2 separate regions of the Sus scrofa genome follow, and region 2 is linked to region 1. The links are chromatin contacts, called in public HiChIP or PLAC-seq maps. All regions are on one chromosome and are shown on one strand. Each heading gives the region's core, a stretch centred on a gene start, on an enhancer-like site or on the middle of the called end of the contact. The rest is flanking DNA. Distances are from core to core; before and after follow the strand shown.

Evidence for each region. HiChIP or PLAC-seq counts read pairs in DNA pulled down with a chosen protein or histone mark.
Region 2: an H3K27ac HiChIP or PLAC-seq map of skeletal muscle shows a contact between it and region 1, with 5 times the contacts expected there. The contact joins two enhancer-like sites. A contact is called at or near these places in 5 of 47 Hi-C or Micro-C datasets (embryonic fibroblasts, fetal skeletal muscle and liver) and 1 of 2 datasets of contacts at active chromatin or transcription factors (skeletal muscle).

What each region holds. Positions count from the first base shown.
Region 1 is chr13:130,782,391-130,789,737 of Sscrofa11.1, forward strand. No RefSeq gene overlaps it. Among named protein-coding and RNA genes, the nearest start is that of OPA1, 160 kb to the left of the region's middle. Within about 2 kb of position 1,256, at least 24 of the 83 cell types and tissues checked have an H3K27ac peak or open chromatin away from gene starts, as enhancers often do. A contact at or near this core is called in skeletal muscle, where this site is marked.
Region 2 is chr13:130,997,293-131,004,709 of Sscrofa11.1, forward strand. No RefSeq gene overlaps it. Among named protein-coding and RNA genes, the nearest start is that of HES1, 130 kb to the right of the region's middle. Within about 2 kb of position 3,314, at least 43 of the 83 cell types and tissues checked have an H3K27ac peak or open chromatin away from gene starts, as enhancers often do. A contact at or near this core is called in skeletal muscle, where this site is marked.

The sequences.
Region 1 (7,347 bases), core at 6-2,505:
ACCCGTGGTTTGGACTGAGGATTAATGAGAGGACATCTGGAAACTTCCCTTGGAGGGATACATCTGGGCCTGATTACTTTCTTATTTACTGTCTTTTTACTCTGGAGACAGACTCGTAGACTCACCCTAGGGAACTATAACAGAAGCATGCACGCCATCCCAACACACCTCCCAAATTACCCACAGCCTGGCTGCAGGCAGTGGCCGTGGAGGAATCCACACAGGCACCGACGTGGCACATACACGTGCACGCACACATGCACACGCGCGCCTTACTTCTCCCTTTTCTGACTTTGTCAGTTAGATGGTGCATTGCCTTCTCTGTCAGAGATGCGCAACCAGGGCTGGTGGAATCTAAAAAAATGATACAAATGAAGTTATTTACAAAACAGTGTGAACTGGAGTTTGGCACTTGCCATCACAGTCTACATGGATTAAGTCACGAGCCACTGCAGCCGCCGACCCACAACAGCCCCTGAGCGGAGCTCAGGAGTAAGGTACTCTGTGCTCTGGGAAAACTGGAAGAACAGGTCTTCAGATACTTAGATATTTTTAGGAGCCCACTTCTTGCATCTCCTCTATCTTTCTAGATGGAAAAACACTAAAATCCTTCATGGTGATGTCTGTTCGGTGTGACTAGTGGTAACCTTCAGGAGACCAGCAGCAAATTTTAGAAAATGTGTGCACGGCTGCAGGCACCTCCCCCTTGACCTTTATCCTATATATCCTAGCTTCCCACTCACTTCCTTGGAGCAGTTTTCTCAGGGCTACCTGAGATGCTGTCTCCCGGGCTTAAGCCCGAATTTTGCCCCAAATAGAACGTAACCCTCAACGTTCAGGCTGTGCATTTTTTTAAGGCGACAACAGAAATGGACTCACCCACACAGGAAATAATTTATGGTTACCAAAGGGGAAACGTTGAGGGGAAGGGTCAATTCAGATTTTTCCATTAACATATACACACTACTATACATAAAATAGATCATCAACCAGGACCTGCTATATAGCACAAGGAGCTCTACTCATTATTTGGTAATAACCTCCATGGGAAAAAAAATACAAAAAAGAATGGGTATGTGTATATGTATAACGGAAGCATTTTGCTGTACCCCTGAAACTAACACAGCATTGTAACTCATCTCTACTCCAGTATAAAATAAAAATTAAATTAAAATGAAACCAACCAACCAACAGGCTCTCCCCTGCCTCCCACTCCAGGCTGGCTACTGGTTTCTGCCAGCAGATGGCGCACGGAGCTCTCAGACCACCAGCCACATCCTCAGGCCTGAACTCCTGGCCTCCCCACCCCCAGGCTTGGAATGGGATAATTTGGGAGTCATCTGTGGGAGGGCTGCCAAGGACTTAAATTTACTATTTGGAACTTGGATAAGTTTCCCCAGACGGGGCACTAGAGGGGAGAGAGGAAAAGGGAAGGGGGGGCGGCTTCTCGGGGCCGGGGGCGGGGGGCAGCATCTGGTCCAACTCTGGCGGCCAGACGAGTCCTTCCTGCAAGGTTCCACCCAAAGGGGTGTCTGAAGCCAGGACGGGTCACACCCTGGAAGGGAAATGCTTTCACTGGTGTGAAAACCCAAGAGAACAAAAGGATTCACAGACCAAAAATGAAGCCAACGAGAGCTTCGAAATCCTGGGCATTCCTCCCACTCCCAATCCCCTGACTCATCCCTGAACCCCAGTTTCAACCTCACCAACTGTGTGAAGCTGTGGCTGACCTGTGCGCCTGGTGTCAGAATTAATCACTAGCTGCCTCCTTGGGCCTCTGGCGCTCCAGCCCTCGGGCATCAATCAACTCTCCCAGGGTGAGAGCAACTTGCACAAGTACACGTCACTTGCATATGATGGTGGTTACCCCAGGCTGGGGGCCAGGTCCCACTCATCCCCGAATCCCCACGAGTCCAGAACAGGGCATGCTCACAAGTCCTGGAGAGTCTGGGCTCAGCAAAGACAATTCTTTCCAGAGCCTGGAGAAAATTCTACCAGCTGGAACAATGAGGTCAAAGGAGAAACTCCCTCTTAGGTGGGGTCACAGGACTCCTGGGGTAGGTGAGATACACACACACACAGAGACATGCATCAGAGGAGAGAATGCAAAAAATGTGGTGGTGCCAGCCTCAGAGAGGCCTGGAAATGCCTTCTTAATTGAGCCTTTCTGGGACCAGGCTGGCTGGAGGAGGGACAGGACCAGAGAGGAGCTAGTGGGGAAGGGTGCAGGGCTTTCCGATCCCACCTCCTTGTGGAAGTTTTGAGACATCAAAGGCAGAGCCTCCTGGATTTTCCCTAGGAAGTACCATATGGCCACTCTGTCTATGGAGATTTGCTGTCTCCTGGAACAGTTCCGTCTGTAGGAAAGTCTTGCCTAATAGGAACCCAAGTCCATTTTCTGACAGCTTTCACCCACCGGAGAGACGCAGGACAGGAAATTCATGTGGTAGAGAAGGGACACAGGAATCTCTGCAAAGTCCCCACAAGGTGCTAGCCATCCTGCGTATGTTGTGTCGCCATCCAGAAAAGCCCGGGGAGGAGTTCCCGACGTGGCGTGGTGGAAATAAATCCGACTAGGAACCATGAGGTTGCGGGTTCAATCCCTGGCCTCGCTCAGTGGGTTAAGGATCTGGCATTGCCGTGAGTTGTGGAGTAGGTCTCAGGTGCAGCTCAGATCTGGCATCACTGTGGCTCTGGCGTAGGCTGACGGCTACAGTTCTGATTAGAACCCTAGTCTGGGAACCTCCATATGCCGTGGGTGTGGCCCTGAAAAAAAAGACAAAAAAAGAAAGAAAGAAAAGCCTGGGGATATTGCTGTCATAGGTGTTATCGTCCCCTTGTGGATGAGGAAAGACAGTTCTGAGTAAGAGGTGTGTAGCCTGCTCAGGACACATGTTCTGCATGGGCTTGCATCTTGCCTGGCCTCCGGCTTCCCTTCACACGCTGGAGACAGGGTCCTGGCTCCAAAAGCCCTCTCCTCCCCAGGTTATATGCTCAGGTCTTCAACACTCCCTGCCTCCCCTCTGCCACCCCACGCCCAGCTCATGCCCCCCAGTCCACCCTGGCCAGCTTCTGGGAAGCCCTCCGATTGAGCGGCATCCTTCTACAGAGACGTTCCCAGACATAAGCCTTGTTACTTGGCTTGGAGGGCATTACAACCAGCTAGCAACTGATGTACTTGTTTTGTTTTGTTTTGTTTTTTGTTTTGTTTTGTTTGCTTGAAGAGCTAACATGAACCTTGACTCCTGGACACACAAGGCCTTGGCCCCTAGGAGGGCACTGGACAGCAGGAGGTGCCCAGTCGGAGGTCCACGGGCGTCAAACCATCAGCCAGGATGGTGGAGACAGTGCCTTCTTCTTCCTGTTCGCCTCCTCCCAGGCCTCTGAGCCACTAACCCTGCCACTTGGAATATAGGAAGCATTAGGTCTTGTGACTTTTTTTTTTTTTTTTTTTTTTGTAAATAGGTATAATACATTCCCATGGTTTAAAATTCAAAAGTACAAAATGGGAGTTCCCTTCATGGCTCAGCAGTTAACAAACCTGACTAGTATCCAGGAGGATTCGTGTTTAATCCCTGGCCTTGCTCAGTGAGTTAAGGATCTGGCATTGCAATAAGCTGTGGTGTAGGTCACAGATGCGGCTTGGATCTGGCATTGTTGTGGCTGTGGCTCAGGTCAGCAGCTGTAGCTCTGATTCGACCCCTAGCCTGGGAACCTCCATAGGCAGCAGGTGCAGCCCTAAAAAGCAAAAAAAAAAGAAATAAAAATTAAACAAAAAAATTTTAAAAATGACAAAAGGCAGAAAGTGGAAATTCTCCCTCCTACCCCTTCTTCCCACCATCTGTTACCCCTCTTCTAGTAACCGATGTCTCCAGATATATCCATTGTGCTTATAATACCAGTAAATATGTGTCTGTATATCCATAGTTGTTTCTCTCACTCTCTCTCTTTTTGTAATGGCTGCATCCATGGTGTATGGAAGTTCCCAGGCCAGGGATTGAACCTGAGCTACAGCTGTGACCTATGCTGAACCTGTGACAAAGCTACATCCTTCAACCCACTGTTCGAGGCCAGGGATTAGACGCACACCTCCTCAGAGACCTAAGCTGCTACAAATGGATTCTTTTTTTTTTTTTTTTTTTTTGTCTTTTCTAGGGCTGCTCCCATGGCATATGGAGGTTCCCAGGCTAGGGGTCTAATCGGAGCTACAGCTGCCGGCCTACACCACAGCCACAGCAACGAAGGATCCGAGCTGCATCTGTGACCTACACCACAGCTTACAGCAATGCTGGATCCTTAACCCAGTGAGCGAGGCCAGGGATCGAACCTGCAACCTCATGGTTCCTAGTTGGATTCGTTAACCACCATGGGAATGCCCACAAATGGATTCTTAACCCACTGTGCCACAGCAGGAACTCCTTTCCTTTTATAAAAAAAATGCAAATGTCAGTTTACTATATCCTCTCTTCTACACCTTTTCTTTCCCCTGAAGGTCCATATTTTCCAGTTTATGGACTAATGTTTAAATTCATCCTCATCTGCTCCATGACACCAGCAGTCAATCCTGAACCTTTATCCTGTGCACTCAAAACACAATGCAGATGGAACCCTCAGTTGATGCCGGGTTTTTGGTTTTATTTTTTGGTTTTGTTTGTTTATTTATTTATTTATTTATTTATTTTTTGGTGTGCCTGTGGCAAAGACTTGAGCCACTATAGTGACAACACCTGATCCTTAACCCGCTGAGCCACCAGGTTTCAAAACCCTCAGTCAATGCTTAGTAAACCCATGGGCACCCCGTAGATGTTAAGAGATTACTGCAGATACATTCTTGTTTATGTTCCCCATGCGCATTTTCCAGGAATTCAGGGGACTTTGCACAGATCTCGGGGGGATGTGACCCCTACTTTATAAGGAAAATCATCTAGGGATTGAAATGATTTATTCAAACCCAGTGGCTGCTCCATTTCAGCTACTCCAATCTTGTGCTTTGGGGGCATGACAGTTGAGCTCTGGAGAAAGGAGAGACCTGGCTGGTATTCCCAATAATAATTTCAATGTACACAGACAAGCAAGGATGAAGCCAGGCTGTCAGTATGATGCAGCCATGGGACTCCACTTCCTGCTTCCCCCTTGAGCTGAAGATAGAGCATGCACCTAACCTTTTTTTTTTAAACCTTTTTCTAGTTTCTCCAGCTGCAAAGCAGTGATAACTCAATGTGCTATTAGAATTTTAAGTGTGCCAAGATATTAAGTACCTAGCTTTGAACAGCACAAAAAATATATTAAAAAAAATATCAACTAGGAAAGTGCTAAAAATCACATGCCGTAAATGACATGCCATCTTTGCTGAAGTATATTCCAAGAAACAGAAAAGCTGGGCTCTGAGGGGCTGTCTGCAGAGCCCAGGAGTCCAGGAACCTTTCCATGACAGATGTGTGATACCTTTGTTATCCTGAAGACAAGATCTAAAACAGACATAGTTTTAGCGCATTCATGACAAATGGTTCTTCACAAATTAGAGCTGATTATTTCTCTCCCTCGCCTTCCCAGAGAGGTGGTCCTGGCTTTTAAACGTGGTTCCTTCCTGGAAATGCCATCTTAAAGGCAAATCCCACTTTAACTGTACAGTTAAGGGCCTCTCGCTTTAAATATGTTCAGTCTCAGGAGAGAACCGGGTAGATGAAGGTGAGAGGAAGGGGGAGGAGGCATTTTTTTAGGCCATGTCTACAAGGGGGCTGGAAACAGAAGCCTGTGTCAAATGATGCTGTATGAAGAGAGGCCAGTGTACTGTCGCAAACAGGTGACCCAGTTATTGAATTATGTCGATGGTTGTTGAGATAAAAAAGAAATACTGAGCGAGACCACAGCGAAGAGCTGGAAGCCCCCTAGGAGATTTATAAAATGGTTCCCCAATGCAGCTTGCTCCTGGGTTTTCTCCTTCCTTCACCTGCCTACACACTTGGTCCAGGGTTAGGGACAACCTGTCTGTGCCTCAGTTTCCTTTCCGGGAAAGTGGCCTTGTAGTGGTCCAAGGAGGGAGGAAAGGTTGTGGCTCTCCCAAGGAGGAGGCAATCACACCCACCAAACGGTATGGGGTCTAGCGACCAGCCAAGTTGGAGCCTCCTCTCCAAGCCTGAAGGACCAGGGGCATCTAAGACCAGAAAACTAGAATCAGCTGCAGGGTCAAGTCAGGCTCTACTTGCTCTATCAGTTTATTGTTTTATTTTATTTATTTATCGTCTTTTTTGGGGGGGGGCTCACCCATGGCATATGGAGGTTCCCAGGCTAGGGGACCAACTGGAGCTGTAGCTGCCATCCTATGCCACAGCCACAGCCACGCCAGATCTGAGCCGCGTCTGTGACCTACACCAGAGCTCACCGCAACCCTGGATCCTTAACCCACTGAGCGAGGCCAGGGATCAAACCTGCGTCCTCATGGATGCTAGTCAGATTCGTTTCCACTGAGCCACAACGGAAACTCCCTTATTTTTTATTTTTAATTAATCAATCAATTATTAATTAATTAGCCCACACTTGGGGTATATGGAAGTTCCATGGCCAGGGATTAAATCTGAGTGAGAGCTGTGACCTACCAAAGCTGTGGCAACTCAGGATGCTTAACCCACTGCACTGGGCAGGGATAGAATCCGTACCTCAGCAGCAACCAGAGTTGCTGCATAGACAACCTAGGATCCTTAACCTGCTGTGCCACAGCAGGAACTCCTGTTTACCATTTTAAAAACCAAATTTAAACATGCAAATGTTTGCTGACGAGTGGCTTTGGCTCCCGGCAGAACAAACCTGAGGGGAGAAAGCCCAGGAATGGAGGACACATCCTAATGTTGGCTGGAGCTTCCTGCCTCCCTACCCGGCCCCAGGCTGGGGTGGGGAAGGGGACAAAGGCACATGCACCTGCAGTGAAGGAGTGGATCTGGCAGCAGGCGCCGAGGTGGATGTGTCTGAAGTTGGGCTTAGGTCCTCGTGGGTGAGCTGGCATAGTTCTCCCCAGGGAAAGTACCAGAGAGGCCTGGCTCAGAGGAAGTGGGAGGTTTTACTTGCTTGGCATCGTCACGGGGAAAGAGTGATGGATCGTGGCAGATACCATCTCTCTCTCCACCGACTTGGCAGGAAGCTGGTCCAGTGTGGGGAGTGGAGCGTTCCCTCTGGGCATGTGAGTACGCCCACTGAGCCAGCACGCTTGCTCCTGTCCTCTCTGCAGTCAGAGGGAGATTCGTGTGCTCAAGAGACAGCTGCAGTGCCGCACAACCCTTCACAGCTTCTCTCCACCGGCACTGGCTGTACGGCCATTTGCTCTGGAGGACCCAGTGTCCATTCTCCCTCGTC
Region 2 (7,417 bases), core at 2,064-4,563, 220 kb after region 1:
ATTTTGTTGGAGTTTTGCAGGAAACCAGAGAGCAGACAGTAGAACTTTGCAGCCAAGGCGCTACAACATCCCATGGAAGGGAGTGGGTCAAAGAACCTTCTTCGTCATTCCCCAGCACTGTGGCTCCGGAGTGCCTAGGGATGGCCAGCAGTTGCATGTTGTCTTGGGGCTCCTGGGACAACTTGGAGAGGCTGTGCAGAGGGTCCCTTGCTCTAGGCACTCAGGGTATAGTGCCACACTAAGAAGTCACATTCAGGTGGTGAGGTTTGGGGCACTCAGCTTACTTTACCAGGCACTTAAATAGTTGAGTCACTTTTTGTCCTTTTCTTCTCTAGATTAAATGATGCCAGTTCTGTCAGCCAGTCTTTTAAAGGCATACTTCCCCCCCACCCCCACACCAAAATTCCCAGGCCAGGAATCAAACCTCCACCATGGCAGCAACCTGAGCCACAGCAATGACAACACTGGATCCTTAACCTGTTGAGCCACCAGGGAACTTCAGAGCACCCTTTATCTTAATATCATATGAGTGCATTTTGGTCCTCCTTATTTAATTATAAGTTACCTTATTTACTTCTGTGGCTCTCCCTCTTATGTGTATAGCACAGTACAAAGTATAGGGCATTTTTAGATACTTTCATGAGAATCTACCCTGTAAATAATTTGCTGATATCCATCAGTTATACCCCTTATGATGCCTGAGGATTGACAGCATACTGGTAGTTGCTAAGATGGCCTAACATTTCCTGCTCAGTGGCCAACCATGCCTCCTTGGATCCGTCTTCCACTCCCATGGATAAAGAAGACTCCCATCAGTCTTCTTCCATACAGTATTTGAGATATTCAGGTATGGCTACTACACAGTTTTTCTTACAACATCACTCAGAAGGTGTAAGATGAGTTCTTCAGCTGTCAAAGTCAATGAACATTAACCTTCTCTCCCAAAGCATCAATAGCCATAACAACATTACCCTCACCTGCAAATGCCCTGAGTCTGCCCATAATAGCCTCATTAAGTCATCATAAAAAAATACAAAACTATTGTATATGTGTGTACATAACATCTCTTAATGATGGCAACCCCTGGAGAAGGTGATGGTGAGTTGAAGAGTCTATGGTGGTGGCAGAATTTTCATTATGTACTTCTGAATCACTTCAAGTTCGAGTCATGTATTACTTTTCCAGTTAAATTCTTAAAAACTAGTCCTAAACAAACAAAAATTCAACAAAGAACAAGACACAGTCCTGACCCCCTTAGCAGTGGTGCTGACAGGTACCTGTAGTTGATGCCTTACCCTTTGGAATCAAATGTCCACCACCATGCCATTGGCCCTATGGAAAGCCTCACTGAAATCAATATGGATTACACAATGAAGTGCCTGGCTCTTGTCCCTCACAGCCCTATCCCCATAACTGGGGCAACAAGACTTCCAGCTACGCCTGGGCCCGAGGACTAATCCTACTTCTCCTCTGGAGGGATTTTAAGGGACTCCAGGCTTGGATGACTTTGCCTTTGTGTTCTTTTGGCAAAGTCAGTCCAGATCTTCTCTGGTGGGGATAACATACCATCTTCATTTTTAGCTTGCTTGATTATGAAATCCATCGAGGGGTAAATGAGACACCTATAAGATCAGAAGCTTTCTCTCTCCATGTATTCATCAAATGCAGTTATTAAAAAACTGTGTGCAGGATATTAAACCAGGCCTGAGGCAGAAGTGGGTGACAAGAGGAAGGAGTAGCCCAGTGCCTTCGAGGAGCTCACAGTTTAATTTTTTTGTTGTTTTTTAGGGCCACACTTGCGGTATATGGAGGTTCCCAGGCTAGGGGTCAAGTCGGAGCTACGGCTGCTGGCTTACACCACAGCCACAGCAACGCAGGATCCGAGCAGTGTCTGAGCCCTATACCCCAGCTCACAGCAATGCCGGATCCTTAACCCACTGAGCAAGGCCAGGGATCAAACCCACAAACTCATGGTTACTAGTGGGATTCATTTCCACTGTGCCACAGCAGAAACTCCTGGGAGCTCACGTTTTAGTAGGAAAGACAGAGGGAGCCCAAATCCAAGCGCTTTACTGAGTACAAGCAAGAGTGAGAGAGGAGAGGAGGAGGAAGGATTGCTTTTAGTCATTGGCAGTGAGATAAGGAGCAGTCCAGGAAGCTTTCAGGAGGGGATGACACTGTTAAGACTTGAGTGCTGGCAGGATTTCAGCAGCTGCAGATAGAACTTTCCAGATCAAGGAAATGGCCTGGGAAGGTGACCTTGTTTTCACATAGTATAGAGGTTCTGCACTGCTGCTCTCCCGTTCCTTAGAGAAAGAACACAAAACGGAAGGTGAAAGGAGCTGGGCCTGGAGTACCTGGGACTGCCTGTAGAGGTTCTTTCTGTTTAAATGTGCCTTCCTCTCGCTATCCAGTCTGTCTTATGAAAACTACTCTTCAAGCCCCAGCCCTCATCACTCTCCTTCCCAGGACAAGACACTCTGTCTTTTCCAGGCAGGACTGGCTGTCCTGGCTACTGCACTCTCACTGCTCCCTGTCAGTTCTAGAACATCAGGGAAACTCAGAAGTCAGGTACCTAGGCTCTGGCACCTTTCTGCCTGGGTTCAAATCCCAGCTCAGTCATTGACTTCCGAGTTGTCTCAAGCAAGTCACTGGCCCTCTGTGGACCTTCCTTTTACGATCTGTAAAATATGATTGTACAGGGACCTCCCTCCAAAAACCTCCCAGAGGATTAAACAAGGTAATGCCCCAAGGCATTAAAGCAGCCCTGCCTTAGTGGCCTGCTTTAATTGTCTGCTACTTCGAGCCTCCCCACCCCCGGCCCTGCTAACTCTTTCAGGACGGTCTGTGCTTGTGACCTTGAGAATCTTGAGGGTCAGGGACACGGCTCTTAATCTCTGAACCAGTCTCTCATCCTGTCTCTCTGCTTCTCTCTCTCCTCATACTTAGAGGTGTCCTGCAAGAGGTGTACAATTACTACCTTCGCAAGGGACGAACAAAATAGGGTCATGAAAAGGGAAAAAAAAAAATTGAGTCAAGCCCAGATGCAAAGAGAGACGAGAGATGGATGGCGAGGAGCTTAGAAACGTCAATGGCGGGATGAGAATCCGCCACACCTTCAGAAGAGAAAAATCCCTATCACCCTTTTTCCATCTCGACACGGGGACAGTGCGAATAGAAATTCATTCCAACAGTAGTTTTCTCGGCCTCGCCAGCGGCCCCGGGCGCTCCCTTTCCCTCCCCCGCGGGGCGGTCCTGCCCTCCCCCGCCAAGGAACGGCCGCGGCCGCAACCCTGACCTCGGCTCCCACGCGGGGCAACAGCCGGGCAGCCGGCGGGCGCGCGGGCGGGGCAGGAAGGGGGAGACGCGGCTCCGGGCGCCCGATCCTTAACTGCAGCTTCCAAACCCCTGCCCGATCCTAATCAGTGTGGGAAAGGAGCACAGGCCGGCCCGCCGGCCGGAGCCGCCGCCTCTTTTCATAAACTTTATCGCCGCGCGCAGCCGCTGATAAAGCACCGTAAATAAACGAGCGCGGGGTGTGCGGCGGCCCCAGGCTGCCTGCGCCCGCCCGCCCGGCCGGCCCCGCCGCCCCCGGGGAAATGAATCACACGCCGCCCGCCGACTTGGAAAGAGTTGCCGGCTCTCCTCCTCTCCAGACCAGCGCCATAAATCATCAGGCGTTCCTCCCCTCCCCAGAACCCCCTCACCTTTTGTTTTATGGATTCAATTAAAAAAAAAAAAAAAGCACAGGAGTTTTCTTTCTGGCTACCAGGCCACCCCTCCTCGTCCGGGGAGTTAAGTGTGTTGCCCTGGGTTATCCTCTTGCCTCAGGTCAAACTCCTCGGTCCTGGCTCCGACTGGGGCCAGTGCCTGTTTGCACAAATCCCCTTGGGCTCCTGCACAACTTCGGGTGGGCTGGAGCCGGGACCGGGAGTGGAGAGGCGAGACTTGAAGTCTCTGGTGGCAGGTGATGAGAACAGGTTCCCACAAAAGTGGACTTGGGCGCGCGCATGTGTGGATGCATAGCTGGCTTCGGCCAAGTCCTAGGAGGGGCTCTGGATTCGAGGCTGGGCCGGCACCCAAAGAATTTAGAGGTCAGGGGACTAGGGTCTGTGCAGTGTCCTGCCTGCAGAGGAAGCGAGGGTGCCTCCTGCACGTCAGTGAAAGTGTGTTCAAAAGTCCCTTACATGCCGTTGGCACAGATCTTTTGATCTGCATTCTTAAGTTCTTGAAATTTTGCTGCAGGGGGGTGGGGGTGGGGGCTGTTGGTGGGGGGGGGTGTAGTGGGGCGGGGGTGGTTGAGTGTGGGGGGTGGTGCACATTAACCCACAATACAATTTGGAGATGGAAGTTTGACAGCAGACTCCCTGAGTATGAACAAAGACAGAAAGATAGGGTGTGCAGAGCAGCTGAAGCACATGGCTCAGTCACAAGACCAGGTCTCTTGTCCAGCTCTGCTACCTCCTGGCTCTGGGCCCTAGGCAGCCGCCCCTTGCTGGTTTCATCATCTGTCTGTCTGAGTGAATAATATACATTAAGAGGTCCTCCAACTTTCCTAGTTTGTAGAAAATAGCATCCTTCTTATGAATCACATTTCTGAGGTGTCTTATCACAGGTCCCCCTGAAGAAACACTGTTTTGTCCCCTTAGAAGACATCAGGGGTAGTTTCTGTGACTGACCCCTTCTTAGTGAGCTGAACACCAGACTTAACTCCTTGCTCAAGGAGGTTAGGGAGGTCCGAGGACCCCTCAGCCAAAATGGAGTCTGCCTGTGAGGCAGAAAGACATTTGAATGTCTTTCTAGAGCAAACCCAGCATATTCCAACAGCATCAGCCCACTGCCTCTCTGGTCCCCAGATCTAAGCTGTTTCTTTTGGAATGTTCTGCTCCTCATGGGAGGGACTGTTCGGCTCAGAACATTTAGTCGGAAAAGTCAGTGTCTCCCTCCATGGGAAGTAAGACTGGGGAGGAAAGAACTTTCTGAGGGCAGCTCTGGAGAAAGCGTCCTGAGGAGATTCGGGGGGGGGGGGGGCGGGTGGTTAGGGTGGCCATCCCTCCAGCCGTGGCCAAGAGGAGAGGCTCACTCATGAAAAGGAAAAATGGACAAAGGCCTGCTTCTTCCAGAACGCCTTCCTGACACTACAACGTGTCCCAGGGGACCGTGTGGCCCCCAAACAGGCTTTACTTCCTGCTCTCTGGACAGAAGGCCACTCAGTTTCACTTCCTTCATTTGCATAATGTCAAGAAAAATGAGTCATACTGAATTGGCATTTGTTTGAAAATATTGGCAAGAGGCTCCCCAACCGAGATGGGGGCTATTTCTCAGAAAGGAATCAACACTCCCTCGATCACTGATGTATTACGTGAGTGTGATCAAGCTTCAGTTTCAAGCCTCAGTGTTCCCCATCCATGGGTCCTGATGATTTTTAAGATTTCTTTCCACCCTGTCATACTGGGACTCTAACACACATGGGACAATCATAGGTAGAAGTAAGATTTTAAATTTTCCAGAAGAGAGGTAGGTAAGGGAAATATCTAAATGCGACTCCTCTACAGTTGCTCATGCTTTCTAGTTTGTTTGCTCTTGTGGGCGTCACCAACTGGGGGCGGGGGGAAACTCACTTAAAAAAAATAGGGGATAAGCTTCCTAAAATCAGGCTCATCTGCCAATTATTTTACAAGAATAGAAGCTCTAGGATAGTGGTTTTGAATCTTTTGCAATCACAGAACTTTGTACAATTTTTTTTTTTTTAGGGCTGTACCCTCGGCATATGGAGGTTCCCAGGCTTGGGGTCCAATCAGAGCTGTAGCCGCCGGCCTACACCAGAGCCACAGCAACACAGGATCTGAGTCATGTCTGCAAACTACACCACAGCTCACAGCAACTCCGGATCCTTAGCTCACTGAGCGAGGCCAGGAATCGAACCTACCTCCTCATGGATGCTAGTCAGATTCTTTAGCTGCTGAGCCATGAAAGGAACTCCAAAACTTTGTAGAATTTGATGAAATCTCATGCTCCTCCCTCTTTCCTCCCCTCTCCAAATCACATTCATACTTGTCCCTGCAGATCATGTCAGGGGTTCACAGACCCTTGAAGTCCCATCCAAGGACCCTGCTAAGAATCTCTGCTCCAGAGTTCCCTTCATGTCTCAACGAACCCAACTAGGAGCCATGAGGTTGCGATTTCGATCCCTGGCCTCCATCAGTGGGGTTAAGAATCCTGCGTTGCTGTGAGCTGTGGTGTGGTTCACAGACACGGCCTGGATCCTGCATTGCTGTGGCTGTGGTGTAGGCTGGTGGCTACAGCTCCAGTTGGACCCCAAGCCTGGGAACCTCCATGTGCCGAGGGTGCAGCCCTAAAAAAAGCCCCCCCCCCAAAAAATCTCTGTTCCAAGAGGCTAATAAAATATTGACCCCATCTTTCCTTATCTGTAAGATGGAAATACTATTCCCCTCCAACCAGCTTCACAAAGGAGAACAAATAACCTGTGCTATTAAAACATATTGGTTCTTTGCCTGACAGACATGTAATATTGATGCAGTCCTATTACCATCATCTGCCAGAGTCCTTCCCTATTCTGCTTTGTGGGATGTAAATTTCCTTACAAGACAGAAGCCGCCCTGTCTGTGGAATTCCCGAAACAAACTCTTCCGGTAAGCCAGAGCTGTAAGTCTTCGTACTTGCCTATTAGAAACGTAATGAGTCCCCACGGAGACCAAAGGGAAGGCTGAAGCTAGATTTGCAGGCATTCAAAGGGTAATAATTGCTGCGGTAGGAATGCACCAAAGGATAGCCTCCTGGCTTTGAGAGTCAGTATAACTTTCCAGAGTCTTCCTTTCTCCCGAAGTAGGTTGTAATATTAGAGAAATTAACTCATGGAAACGAAACTAGGCTTTAGGGAATAGGCTTTTGATGAAGTTAGCTAATATATTCGAGCTGGTCCATTTGGAGCATGGATTAGAGTCCACGGTCCCTAATCTTTTCCTGGATTCACAGATGCTTTGAGAAGCAGATGTAAGCTATGATTCCTGGCCCCAGAAAATACGCATGCACTGGACATATACTTTCACACAGTGTTACCTACAATTTAGGGAACTTCCAGGATCCTGACAGTTCATTACAGACCACTAACTAGGTTCAGGGAAGCTGCACTCCTCCTCCCTCTCGAAGACCTCTTCTGCCTTAAAGAGTTGAAGACGCTTGAGATCCATGAAAAATTCCATCTGTGGCTTCACCCATTTTCTCAGAGCCTCTGCAAACAGAAGAAGGAGCAAAGGGGTCTTCCCACAGCTGTTGTGAAAAGAACCATACCCGAGACACTAGTGTAGGTTACATTTGGAAAGCAGAGTCCCCACAGCAGCTCTTTCAGAAAATGGCATGAAGCTGTAATTTGGGAGATGGGGAAGGAGGGGATGGG